Regions from separate parts of the Zea mays genome. Here all the other regions are linked to region 3. The links are chromatin contacts, called in public Hi-C maps. All regions are on one chromosome and are shown on one strand. The core of a region is the stretch at or near the end of the contact, and the rest is flanking DNA. Distances in the headings are between cores, read along the strand shown.

Region 1 (4,788 bases), core at 2,068-4,567, 410 kb after region 3:
GAGCCTTCGAACTCAACCAAATCATGTGCTACGTAGAAAGGGATAGCAAGGAAGTGGAAGTGGAAGTGAAGACGAGTGAAGAAGTCTATAGCAGGCAGTTGCCCTATTTAAAGAATCAGAAGGGTGCCCCTTCGTATCTTGTCCGTACAACAAACAATCGCAAGCCTTCAAGAGTCGTTTAAACTTCAAAGAAAAAGCACGCTTCTAGCAAAGACATTGCGTAACACGGCACCAGAGGCCAGTAAATTAATTGCTCAGACGCATTATTATGCCCCATCACCTCAAGCTATTGTTCCACAGAAAAGACAATGTAGACACCCATTGGACGCACTCATTGGGTGCAAAGATTTGTTTTTCTGGAAAAATCCAAAAATATCAGCAATATAAATGCAGTTCCACAAGACGACCAACTCAAGTTCAACAAAAGTTGGTTGGTCAAACCTGGAGCAACCATACCTCTATCTGTTGAATTTAGTCGCCAACCTTATCAGACCCTGGCCAAACATGTCTTGGTTGAAGTTTAGTCGGCTAAAGCTTTAGTCAGCTAGGTTTAAGTCAGCTAAACCTCCTTCGAGCATGATTTGATTACAGTCAAACTGATGAAATGATCCACTGAAGAAGAGACTTTGAAGACCTTCGAGTCGATTGTTGCTCAACTCAACTCGAAGCTCGAGGGCTACACCCATTGGGTGCACCAATGGACCAAAGCATGGAAAAAAAGTTGCGTCTAGAAAATAAAACCGGGTAATAGAGCTCATTCCTGGAGTCTCAACACAATTTCCCTCATAGATGCACTCCATGGGCCGCCGAAGAGGCCCCCAATAAGATGTCCAGTTGGGCGTACTAATAGGCCTCGTCCGGGCAAAATAAAAGGCAAACGAAGCAACAGAGCACATGATAAGAGGAGATCCCAAAGAACACTGCACCAATATACCATTCGTGTGTGTATGTTGCAGAAGAATTAACAGTTCTAAGGACACGTTTCTCACGAGGCCAGGTACCCGATCACTGGGATGATAAAACAGAGAAGCCAACCGAGCAACGGAAAAGCAAACATACTCATAGCAATGGAAAGTAGATTTAGATAAACCCAACGAATTGTATAGGGGTAACTCTCTAGTCGGCTATATAAGGCTGCAAAGATACCCCTACAAAAAACACTCTCTTTGACTCTCGCTCACCATTAGATTGATAGGAGAACTCATCTTCCGTCCCTGAACCACCTGCAATCAGTGAACTCGAGACAATTCAATACTCAGCACCACACAAAACGTAGGGTATTACGCATTTGCGCGACCCAAACATGTATAAACTTCATGTGTTCCGACGTCCCCCGCACGTACCATCGAGCTATGATCGACGTCGTCGTCCTTCCAAAAGCACTACGTGGACTACCCCGTAGTGCTGCAGTGGGGACTAAACACAGACAACTAAGGCATACATATATCAATTGAACTCAGTAAAGAATACCAATTGAAAGAAAATTTAAATATATGCCTAGTGGATACAACTACAAGGTATGCCTTACAGAAGATAGCAATTGAAAGAACCAAATACAAGAAGACATGTCTCATACACCAGTTGAACTTAGGTATACCAATTTAAATCAATACATATTACTAACTCCATCTTATAAACATTATAGTTAGGGTTGAAAACGGACGGGTAAAATCCCGCCTCGACCCGAACCGTTTTCTACATTTGTCTCGTCTGTTTCCGTATTTACGAAAAATATGGAAACAGGACGGAAACAATAGAGGGTTTATTCCGTCCGTTTTTGCGGGATTCCGTTTTTTATCTGGATTGAACCCGTATTTTATTCCGTATTTGATAAATATGGGACGAGCCTAATATGCATTAGTATATAAACTGAAGCCTCGTGTCTTTAGGTGACAAATTATAACATAAATGGCCATTGTAACCATATGCTCTTTTCAATGACAAGTGGTCTAAAGTCTTAAACAACATCGGATGTAGCTAAATGTACACTATTAGAGCAATTCCAGTAGTTATCTAACAGACTTCCTAAATCAACAATTTAAGTAGTTAACACAAAAACTCATCTCCAACAGTTCTCTAAATGAACTTTCTAAATTTAACAACTTCTCATCTAACCTTATTTCCTCTCTACATTTGGCAACCATTTAGCAAAGTCCCTAAACAAAAATGTTTACTGCATTATGTAGATAATGAAGGTAATTGATGACATTGTGACTTTATTTTTTATGTGGATAGATACAAAACAAAACTACAACCTATATTTAGAGAACTATTGGAGAACTCACATTTTTTTACTTCCAAAGTTATTTAGCAATTTCTTAAATCTGTGATTTAGAGAGCTAAAATTTACATAACTATTAGAGTTGCTCTTAGCAACCAAACAACAATAGAATGTTGTCTCTCTATATCTATTTGTTTTACGTTATTATCCTGCCAATCAATCACCAGTCAAACATCAATATCATTCCTATTTGTATTAAATTATGAGTTTCCGTTAGTATTTCCGTTTCTGTTCGTTTTCGCAATTCCGTTTATCCCGCTCCCATTTCCATTCCCGACTATTCCAGACCCGATCCCGTTTCCGATGATAAAATGCGTATACGGAAATGGGAGATGGGTTTTTCCGTCCGTTTTCGTCCATTTTCATCCCTAAGTATAGTCTACAGTGCGTTGCACGTATGTATGCACATTATGGTGGAGATGGCGTTCGTTGCTAGGAATTCAGTTTTATTGGTTTTGCGGTTTATTCGTTGTCAAAAAAGTTTGGTGTTTGAAAAATGGAAACCAAACTTTTTGTCCAGGAATAAAAAAACTGCACAATTTGGTGTTTGATTTTTTGGTTTGGTGTTTGGTATTACCATAGTCACCAGACAAGTAGCAAATTAAACTACAAACATAAAATTGTATAAAGAACATAACGATAATTTATCAATAAGTACCTAATAAAATTGAATAAACAATTTAATGTTGAATAGTTCTTAAAAAATTAAAATGATATGAGTATAGGGTTTAAGACTTTATATGAACTGCTTGTTGGACGTCAAGGGATAGGTTTGCTAAATTTTGGTATTCTGGTATATTTGATGTGCGAATATTGAAAACCGTACTAAATACCTAACACCAAAATACCAAATAGAGTTAAATGCCTAACACCAAATAGAGTTAAAAAGTTGTTTGGTTCGTGTGGTGTTTGGTTTGGTAATTTTTTGCCCACCCCGGCGTGAGGTTTCCCGTCCACGTTCTAGAAGATTCTCGTCTACATTGGCCAATCCGCGGCACACACCGTATATCACTGCGTCCTCACTCCTCTCCGGCTCTCCCCTTCTCGCCAAAGGGGAAGCCCTGCCCGTACTTCCGTTGCGGCGCTACGAGCTTCGACGGGCCTCGATCTCCACCTCTGAAGGTACGATCGGATTCTCCATGCCTCCTTACTAGATTGTTAGGTTAATGTTTAGATGTTTTTTTGCGGCGGGTTTGGACCCGTCGACTGGGACAGCGGGTTTGTAGTCGTCGGCTGGGGTTCGCATTGCATTCGGTGAAGAATTCATAACTATTCGCTTTGATGCGTAAAATTCTTGGTTTCGGCGTTCTTGTCTTAAGATTCACGCAAGAATCCGTTGCTTCTCTGACCTGCCTAACCAGTAGATCTCTGGCTTTTGCGATGCAGTGACTACTTGTGATCTAGATCTGAAGCTGTAGTGGTCAGCAGCTTAGTGTGAATCGAAGATGAGCGTGGTGGGGTTCGACCTCGGCAATGAGAGCTGTATCGTGGCGGTTGCGCGGCAGCGTGGCATCGACGTGGTTCTCAACGAGGAGTCCAAGCGCGAGACACCCGCCATCGTTTGCTTCGGGGACAAGCAGCGGTTCATCGGCACCGCCGGCGCCGCGTCCTCCACCATGAACCCCAAAAACTCCATCTCTCAGATTAAGCGCCTGCTCGGCCGCAAGTTCTCAGATCCCGAGCTGCAGCGCGATCTCGCCTCCTTCCCATTCCGAGTCACGGAGGGCCCCGATGGTTTTCCCCTGGTCCATGTACGGTACCTGGGCGAGGAGCGGACGTTCACCTCCACCCAGCTGCTTGCCATGGTGCTGTCCAATTTGAAGGGCATTGCTGAGGGTAACCTGAATGCCGCAGTTGTTGATTGTTGCATTGGTATCCCGGTCTACTTCACAGATCTGCAGCGCAGGGCTGTTCTTGATGCTGCTACTATTGCGGGTCTCCGGCCATTGCGATTGTTCCATGAGACGACAGCCACTGCTCTGGCATATGGTATTTATAAGACTGATCTCCCAGAGAATGACCAGTTGAATGTTGCATTTGTCGATATCGGTCATGCAAGCATGCAGGTTAGTGTTGTCGGTTACAGGAAGGGACAGCTCAAGATGTTGTCCCATACATACGACCGGTCTCTTGGTGGGAGGGACTTCGATGAGGCCCTGTTTAAGCACTTTGCAGCTAAATTTAAAGAGGAATATAAGATTGATGTGTACCAGAATGCGCGGGCATGTATTAGGTTGCGTGTGGCATGTGAGAAACTTAAGAAGGTGCTGAGTGCCAACCCAGAGGCCCCACTGAACATTGAGTGCTTGATGGATGAAAAGGATGTGCGGGGTTTTATCAAGAGGGAGGAGTTTGAACAGATCAGTGCCTCTGTGCTGGAACGCGTGAAAGGGCCACTGGAGAAGGCCTTGGCTGAAGCTGGGTTGACTACTGAAAATGTGCACTTTGTTGAGGTTGTCGGATCTGGTTCTCGTGTTCCGGCTATAATCAAGATAATTACTGATTTT
Region 2 (4,422 bases), core at 283-2,782, 280 kb after region 3:
ACCAGCACAGGTGCACTGATGTGTTCAAACTCCTCTCTCTTAATAAACCCTCTCACATCTTTCTCATCCATCAAGCACTCAATGTTCAGTGGGGCCTCTGGGTTGGCGCTCAGCATCTTCTTAAGCTTCTCACACGCCACACGCAACCTAAGGCATGCACGGGCATTCTGGTAAACATCAATCTTATATTCTTCTTTGAACTTCGCCGCGAAGTGCTTGAAGAGGGCCTCATCGAAGTCCCTCCCACCAAGAGAACGGTCATATGCATGCGAAAGCATCTTGAGCTGTCCCTTCTTGTAACCGACAATGCTGACCTGCAAGCTAGCATGGCCGACATCAACAAATGCAACGTTTAGCTGGTCATGCTCCGGGAGGTCAGTCTTATAAATGCCATAAGCCAATGCCGTGGCAGTTGTCTCATGAAATAGCTGCAACGGCGTGAGGCCTGCAATAGTAGCAGCATCAAGAACAGCCCTGCGCTGCAAATCACTGAAGTACACAGGGATGCCAATGCAGCAATCAACAACCGCAGTCTTAAGGTTCCCCTCAGCAATGCCCTTCAGATTGGACAGCACCATGGCAAGCAGCTGGGTGGGGGTAAACGTCCGCTCCTCGCCCAGGAACCGCACATGTACCAAGGGAAATCCATCGGGGCCCTCCGTGACACGGAACGGGAAGGACGCGAGATCACTCTGGAGCTCGGGGTCGGAGAACTTGCGGCCGAGCAGGCGCTTGATCTGAGAAATGGAGTTTTTGGGGTTCATGGTTGAGGACGCGGCGCCCGCCGTACCGATGAACCGCTGCTTGTCCCCGAAGCAGACGATGGCGGGTGTCTCGCGTTTGGACTCATCGTTGAGGACCACGTCGATGCCGCGCTGCCGCGCGACTGCCACAATGCAGCTCTCATTGCCGAGATCGAATCCCACAACGCTCATCTTCGGTTCACCCTCAGCCGCTGACCACTACAGAATAGATCTGATCACAATCAATCCCTGCAAACAGCAGCCAGATCTAGCAGTTAGGTCCGCTAGCCGCATCACAATAATTATTGGCATATAACCGTGAAACCGTCAACCGTGTCCTCCTCGGCCACAGAAATGATGTACAGAGGAAATCGATTTTTCAATCCAAAAGCGCCACTAAACCCGACCTAAAACCACTGAAACCCCCAAATCCCAACCCTCGGCTAAATCTAAAAAAACATATATAAAACGCGGTTTTAAAACGCTAAAAAGAATCCGAAGGCAGAGAAAACTGCATGATTATGTAGGTCGACCGGGAGGACGCAGAGACCGGAAGGCGGAGAGATCGAATGGTACCTGTGGCGGCGCGGGGCAGGCCGTGCCGGCGCCGGGGCCGTTGGAGACTTCCTGAAGCTCGGTCCTAGCAAGCAGCGGCGCCTCGACTTCTCGCGTCGTCGTCGTCGTCGTCGTCGTCGTCGTCTCTACGAGAGCTTTCGCGAGGGAAGGCGGGGATATATCTCACCGAGTACGAGGGGCGGGGCGCCGTGCTGCACTGCTGTGTGGTGTGGGTGTGGCGGTGTGGCCGTGAACGTTCTAGGAGTTGCCAGAGATACTGTTCGTTCTTCGGACTGACGTGTTGGCCCAGGTTCTGTTCATTCTTTCGTCTGACGTGTTCGGCCCGCGCTCGCAGGAAGCAGGTCACAATAGAACGTTCTGGGCTCTTCACGACTCACTAGTAAAGTGCTCGCGGTCCGCGCGAGCCCCCGTTTCTTGACGTGTTTACATAAGATACAAAATCTTATTGCTTAGAGAGGTATATATACATATATAATTGTTTGAAGTAGTAGAGTAGTTTAGGTCGTAAATAATATAACATGAGCAGTGTGAACGCTATCTTACATTGATATTGTGTGTAGCTTACCTTATGCCTTTAGTGAAATCTGCTCGAGCTATCTTCATACTGAATTAGAACTCTATAGTTTTTTAGTATGCTGTGATAACTGGCAAGGAAATTATTATAATATATATAAACTAAAAAAACACCTCAACAAAAGGTGTGTCTAGCAATAAAAGAGCATATGCCATGCTTAGTTAGTCTTTGTGCATAAAGTGAGCTACAATTGTCTATGAGGACAAAAAAATGATTTCAATTAGGAAGGATGAATAGTAATGATAACTTACATGCTAAATGAAAAAGATTTTTTTTGAAACCCTGCAGGTCAATAGATTAGTTGATAAAAGAAGAAGAGCATTTAGCATATCCATTCTACAGGCTTGTTGAGAACAATATAATTGAGAAACCCTTTCTTTAATCTATCAGTTGAAGCCTTAAGGATCTCTTTATAGTGTTTCCCATAATTACAATTCCTGTAGTTTGCAAATTGGAACTGCGGAAATATGAAACTTTCATCAGGCGTATGTTCAAATAAGAGTTATAAAGTCACTTGTTCATATGAAGAAACCTGAAGGAAAAAACCCCAACCTTGATAGGAGGCAGGAGCTGTGCATAAAAGAAGAGGTTTCACCCATTCATTTTATGCTGGACAAATGAATGACTCACAAACCCAAGAAAGCAAAATACAGCTTGGTTTATTAGCATTCGAAGTCGTAATGAGTATGCAACTGAACAATTTGGGTGATTCTTGGTTGATATAGTTGTATCGATGTTTATACATGTTGACATGCATACGTATATACAAGGATAACACATTTGATCTATGAATCTGTGTCAGTGTTGCTATAGTTTATAAAAAGCAATTATATATTTGTTTTCTCAGCATCCAAAGTCAATATGAGTAATGAACTTAGACCCTTTTTGGAAAACCCAGTTTTTAAAAAACCAGTTTTTTAAGAGACCAGCTCCTTGATTTTAAAAAACCGAGAATCTAATTTCTATAAACTGAGTCATAAACTGGTATGCTTGGAACCTCCTTAATTTTTATAAACCAGTTTTTTTAAAAAAAAATTATTGCTATCAAACAGAGTTTTAGTAATCTAAATATTTCGTGTATCATGATGAAGATGTATGTATGCATGTAGATATAATCATTACAAATTGCGTTTATTGTATACGCATTTATCGATGGAATCTAAAAGTTTTGCAAAGAATATATATTGGAAAATGCAGTAAGGGAATAAGTGAATACAGACAGTCAAATAATTCTGTAATGTTCCTTGTCCTGTTATTATTCCTGTAAGCCATTTTCTCCTTACTCACCGAAGTGCAAATGACACTATAGAACTTTAGTTGGGTTCAGATTTAACAAATTTCTGTAATGTGCTTATAGACATCTCTAAATTCACAACAGAAAATATGGAAATGGTAGATTCTAGAGCATTTTCAAGCCACGTGTATGTATTCTTCATGTCTAATCACTTCAGAGAGAGAATGTACCAATACGAAAAAAGTGAAGGTCACAAAAACCTGTAGCTTTGATTATAAACGGGGGAAAAACGACCAGGAAAAAAATCAAAACCGAAGTCACATATTTAATTTGCAACCTGGAACAACCGAATCGTAAAAAGTTAATATGAAAAGTTAATATGGATGGCAGTGGCACACATATCTTTTTCGCAGTTGGTACGCGATAGGATGAAGCAGATGCAGACGGTGAGCCATGCAGTGGTGCGAATTGAGGACGCGGCGCGGAGCAGCGGCAAATCGCGGTCGGTAATGCCGAAGCCTGGAGCGGTGGAGCCGGGGACTTGAAGGACGCGGCAGTGCAGCGCGAAGACTCACGGTCGCGGAGACAGCGAGACTCGGAGGTCGGAGCGGTGGAGCGAGGAGCCGGAACAGGATGGACGCGGTGGACTCGTGGCTGTGGAGACGGCCAGACGGGGGCGCTGCGGCGTGGTTACTCTTACTCAGCTAGGGGGAGGAGGGGATATCTACCGGCGCTTTCATGGACTGTTCTTTTTTTTCCCTCTTCCCTGGCCTTCGTTTGCCGTCGCGAACCATCGCGTGGCTGTTCGGGGACCGTTTCTGTGGCGACACGCGCAGAGAGGTTCTAGGCGTCGTTCAAATCTAATCGAACGGCTGAAAATTCTAGAGGTGACGTGGATATCTTCAGAGCTCGTCATTCCTCCCTGCTTTAATATATAGAAATGTACTAACGTAGGTCGTCGAATTGTGCGAGAAATTTGCTATTATGAAAGTCCGCTGGTGCGGCTTCGACGAAATGGAGGCGTAGGAGAGGGATTCGCCATTATGGAAAACTAGAGAATAGCCTACACTTCAAAATAGACATGACGACTATATTACCAGGTAATGTCGATGATTAATCCAGTGATACTCACGCCGTCTCATACATCCGTTACCCTCTGTTCTCGCTACCAGAAATATTCTCGCTACCAGAAACTGGTGCTCAAGTCGCCGCCGCTCGCACCCGACGCTCGCCCTCGTCCTCGTCGGCGACGCGCGCAGCTCACCCGACCCAACCGCTGCCTCCGCGAGCCGGCA
Region 3 (4,556 bases), core at 2,049-4,548:
TCTCCATTGCAGCAATTCATCGAACACGTGGTGAGTGCTACAGTAGCGACATTGGGCGACCATTTTTGGCGTTTTCTATTTGGATTCGGACATGGGTCACTGTAGCAAAGATATTTCCCACGCAATACTCTACAAGTTTGATTAAGGGTTCTCAGCCATTTGCAAACTAGATTAAGAGATAATTAAGTCCAAAGTTGCTACTATCAAAGGGTTAATTTCACCTAAGAATGGATGTCAAACCTTGTCAAAATGGGTCGGATGAATGCCATCTTTTGATATGATGTGCCTCCATTAGTTACTAACAACTTTTATATTTGGTGAAAATCAAGTTGTTTAAAAAATTTTAGGGAACGCGAGACGTCGACCCGAACGACACTGATTTCAGACTTAGAAGAATTCAAATCCTGAAATCAGATTTTTATTCTGTCTTGATGGCACTGTTTGAGATACTTAGAGATTGAATCAAGACTTTGTTTATATATGAAATTTGTTGTATAACACAGGTTCTACAATTTTTATTGAAGGTCAAACCTCATATCTTGAATATAAATTAAAGTTTCACTTTGGTCAAAGTAGTATCATTATAAAGCTCTCAATTATATTTTTAAGGCAATCGGACTATTTTCTTGACATTTTCTTGGCATGGACCCTCAATAACTTTTATTGTAAAGTTTATATAGAGTGTTTTGGAAAGGTTGACATAACTTGTTTGAATTTATAAATTTGCTTTTACTTAATCGAGCAGTCTCAACCAAGTGTGGGATTTATAATTTCGTACAAATATTTGGTTCAAACTTTGAGAAATCTCTAGAATACACTTGATAGATAGAGATGAATGATGACATAAATATAACCAGCAGAATTGCATAAGAAATAATTAGAGGTTGACACTACAGAGATTTCGCTGGAGAATGCAGATTCGGATTAAGTATTTGGACGTAGACCGACTATCGAGAGAGCGGATTCGGACACCGATAGGATAACATAACAACTATCGAGAGTCCGAATAAATGAGTCTGGACGGAAGTTGCGAGACGATATTGACTTTTGAATTTGCATTTGCTTCAAGAAACAAAAGTTTTAACAGGCTCCAAATTTGGCCTTTGGTGAGACTGAATAACTCAGAATTCGGTGAAATGTGTACGAATAGTTCAGATAATTAGAGACATACGCGAGCGAGAAATAGAAATTCTTACTGAGCATCCGAGATTAGGATAAATCTCCCGATATAACGCGAAATAGACACCTGGGGTGTCACACTGTTTTCCTCTGAAGCCACACAGAGGATGTGTTGCATCATGTATCTTGTCCTCTTGCTCTTGCATTTATCTGAAAGCCTTTGCAAAGATAATATCTGCTACACTGCTTGTATCCTACAGGACATTGTGGACCAAGAATCCTTTTATGACGTAGGATATAATCATGGCATCATTGTGGGGGTAATCCTTGAGCTGAAGGTCCGCTTGAGAGAATGTGATTGGCACATGAGACCATTTAGATTTGATGTAGGGTCCTTGCACTCCAACATGTTTTACCCTTCTTTGGGCCTCCTTCTTCTGTTTCTTGTTGGCTGGTTGAAGCTTGAACCGCATGTGATAGGAAGAACGAGCTTCGTCACCGAAGGTGGTAAAGCTTGATGACTTTGCGAAGCCATCGTTGTAATCGTGAAAGTGAGTTCACCGGAGGTGAGCGCTAATGTTGTTTACTTGTTTCGATTGATGTGAACCAAAAACAAGACAACATAAATATTAAACGTTAAGGACCTTCGTCCTTCGAAGCATTATCCTCTTTTAGGGATAATGAATCTCGGACGAAGGTCATGAAAAACAAGTCTTTATTATTCATAGATATAATATTACAATGTAACATTATAACAATTACTCATTTCATATCACTTGTCAGAACGATGTTACAATCTGTATTGTATATTAATAAAGTGATACAAAATACATATTACATTTGTACCTTCGACTTGCTCGAAGAAGAGAATGCATATACAACCTTTCTAATGCACCGTGAATAGTACGGGGGTACTGCTCATCTATTTATAGGCATGTTACGCAGCCCAAGCAAAAGTACAATTATGACCTTGATATCTATGCATTGCTCTAATACAAAGCTTAAGGATAAACATGTCTTTTCCTTGCTGGCTCAACTTCATGTATGACCTTCGTGATCATCTTAAGTCGAAGCTTCGCTATATTTCTTGCGCGTATGTTACAACTTCAGCGCTTAGTTCCTTTGATTACAAACAGTTCTTTCATCCTGAGGACCTTCGGCAGAGAAGGAGACCCCCAACAATATGTATATAAGGAGCTAGCGTGCTTGAGAGATCATCTTAGCCGGTGTCACCCCTCTCTCTTGGCTTGTGGATGCTGAAGATGTCACCTTCATTCTCTCATTGTGTGTATGGTGCTAGCATACCAGTGTCACAACATTTTATCCCCTCATGTATGGATACCTTAGAGACACTGCTGATGTTGCTGCGGTGTTGATGAGTAACGAAGTTGAGGAGGATGAGTAATATGTGATGATTTTACACTACTTTCACTACACTGAGACATTCTTCTTCCATTACACTGCTTATCTAATAGTAATCATTCATAATTTTCTACTCGCATATTATCGATCTTTGTTGAACGTGGTAGATATGTTAGTGGGTACTGTACATATTTTCCAACCCGGACATATAGTTGAGAGAATAGAGACAAAAACACACATAAAATTGGTTTTAAATATATGGCTCATCTATACAACTACTTAGGCTATGGTCAACAGATTATGTATGTGGCCGTGTAAAACAATATTTTACAATTTAAAATAGGAGATGATAATGACTAAAAGCTATCGAAGATAGCCTTACAAGTTTAGATAGGAGGCAAGCTACATGCGCTGTTTGTTTTAGCTTCTGGTCACCAGAATCGGCTTCTGATAGCCAAACACTTTGCTTCTCAGCCTGTTTATGTGAGAATCATTTCCGTCAAAATTGTCCAACAACGTGAATACAAAAAATGTTAAGTCGTCCTAGACCATCATCTTTCTTCATGCGACATCCAAATTCTTATGACAAATAGATTATTTAGAAATATAGACTCTCACCAAAACATTTCAGAAAAAGTTGTCCCAACAGGTGCATAGTATGGTAGAAACGCGCTAGAACGATGAAGCGTAACAGTGAGTGCTGCAATGCAAATGTTAACAGAAGTTTTGTATAACACTAGCCGTCCGACTCACTCAACACCACAACAGCTACAACTACAAACGCCTGCTGCAGGCCGCTTCCTTCCCCTGCCTGCTGTCTACTCGCGGATAATTTTGCAGGTAACCTCTCGTCTCTCCCGAGCACAGCAAATCCATCAATCCAACAGACCAACACAAACCCAACCTGCCCCCGGCCGATCGCGCAAACCCTAGCGCCGTCGCCTCCCTCTCGGTTCTACACCGTCCTCTCCAGCCTCGCCCGCGTGCACCGCAGATCAGGGGACGTACGTCGCCCGCGCGCACCGCAGATCAGGCAACGTACGTCGCCCGCCGGAGATCGGAATTCTGTATTTTTTTCCTTCTGTGCTCGCGGCTGCTACGGCGATGGCGGGCGGCGGGAGCAGGCGCGCCGGCGCGGCGGAGCAGCCGAAGATCGGCAGCGGCAACGTCTTCGCCGCGCTCGAGACGCTTAAGAAGAAGAAGAAGCCGGCGGACAAGGGGGCCAAGCCCGCCGCCAGGGAGGACCCCAAGCCAGAGGTCTTCTGGGCGCCCGCACCGCTCACCGCCAAGTCCTGGGCCGACGTCGAGGACGACGACGATGACGACTATTTCGCCACCACCGCGCCGCCTCCCAGGCCCGTCTGGGGGGACGCCCACCGCGACGCTGCCAAGGACCAGCACGACGCGCCCGCACTGGAAGAGGTCCATCTCGCCTGAATTTCATCCCGTTTTCTTTCTCTTTTCATTGAGCTTTGTGGATAGCTGAGTCTCACAATGCGTCTTTCCAGGATTTTCTTTTCTTTTTATTGTTATACTAAGTCTATGTTTATGTTTTATATATGTACTCTTGATGGTGGTATGTAGAATGATCTTGAAGACAATTGCCCGCAGGTGCTAATTTTAGTATCGTCTTCGAGTGGTTTCATGGAATAAGATCTGCCTAGTGGGTCATAGGTATCTTGCACTGAGTTGGATGTTGAATGATAAGACTATGTTGTCGATATCGGTTATCCAAACATTGCTAGCCATTATATCCTGGGGACATTTGAATTAACGGTTTACACAGAAAGCAACTAATAGATTGTGGTTTCAGATTACTAGATTTCGAAGAATTATAATCCTTGGTACATGAACCGACATGTTAAATTTCTATCAAAATTCCTGCTGTTATAGCCATAACATCGTAAGGTTAGTTGATAATTACGCACATACGGGAAGTCAAAAAATAGAAGTTTGACGTTAATGGAAATGGGGATACTTCTCTTTTCGGAAAAAGAGCTTAAGAAGGTCATCGGATAGGGAATCAACAACACGTGGTGGGCTCTATGGTAACAAAAGCAACTTTCAATGTCCTA

The links. Hi-C and Micro-C count contacts between places; a contact is called where the count stands out from the background.
Region 1: a contact with region 3 is called in a Hi-C map of ear, with 1.9 times the contacts expected there. The contact joins the promoter of LOC100281415 here to the promoter of LOC100193889 in region 3. A contact is called at or near these places in 2 of 25 Hi-C or Micro-C datasets (ear and tassel).
Region 2: a contact with region 3 is called in a Hi-C map of leaf, with 2.4 times the contacts expected there. The contact joins the promoter of LOC100285213 here to the promoter of LOC100193889 in region 3. A contact is called at or near these places in 8 of 25 Hi-C or Micro-C datasets (ear, endosperm, leaf and 2 more).

Annotation. Positions count from the first base shown.
Region 1 is chr8:91,799,454-91,804,241 of Zm-B73-REFERENCE-NAM-5.0, reverse strand. LOC100281415 (heat shock 70 kDa protein 4) reads left to right here and starts at 3,317. Exons shown (of 10, transcript NM_001154333.2): 1 at 3,317-3,403; 2 at 3,668-4,788. The coding sequence starts at 3,727.
Region 2 is chr8:91,924,568-91,928,989 of Zm-B73-REFERENCE-NAM-5.0, reverse strand. It overlaps LOC100285213 (heat shock 70 kDa protein 4), which reads right to left and starts at 1,532. Exons shown (of 10, transcript NM_001158107.1): 1 at 1,320-1,532; 2 at 1-992. The coding sequence starts at 935.
Region 3 is chr8:92,209,987-92,214,542 of Zm-B73-REFERENCE-NAM-5.0, reverse strand. LOC100193889 reads left to right here and starts at 3,298. Exons shown (of 3, transcript NM_001138966.1): 1 at 3,298-3,903. The coding sequence starts at 3,586.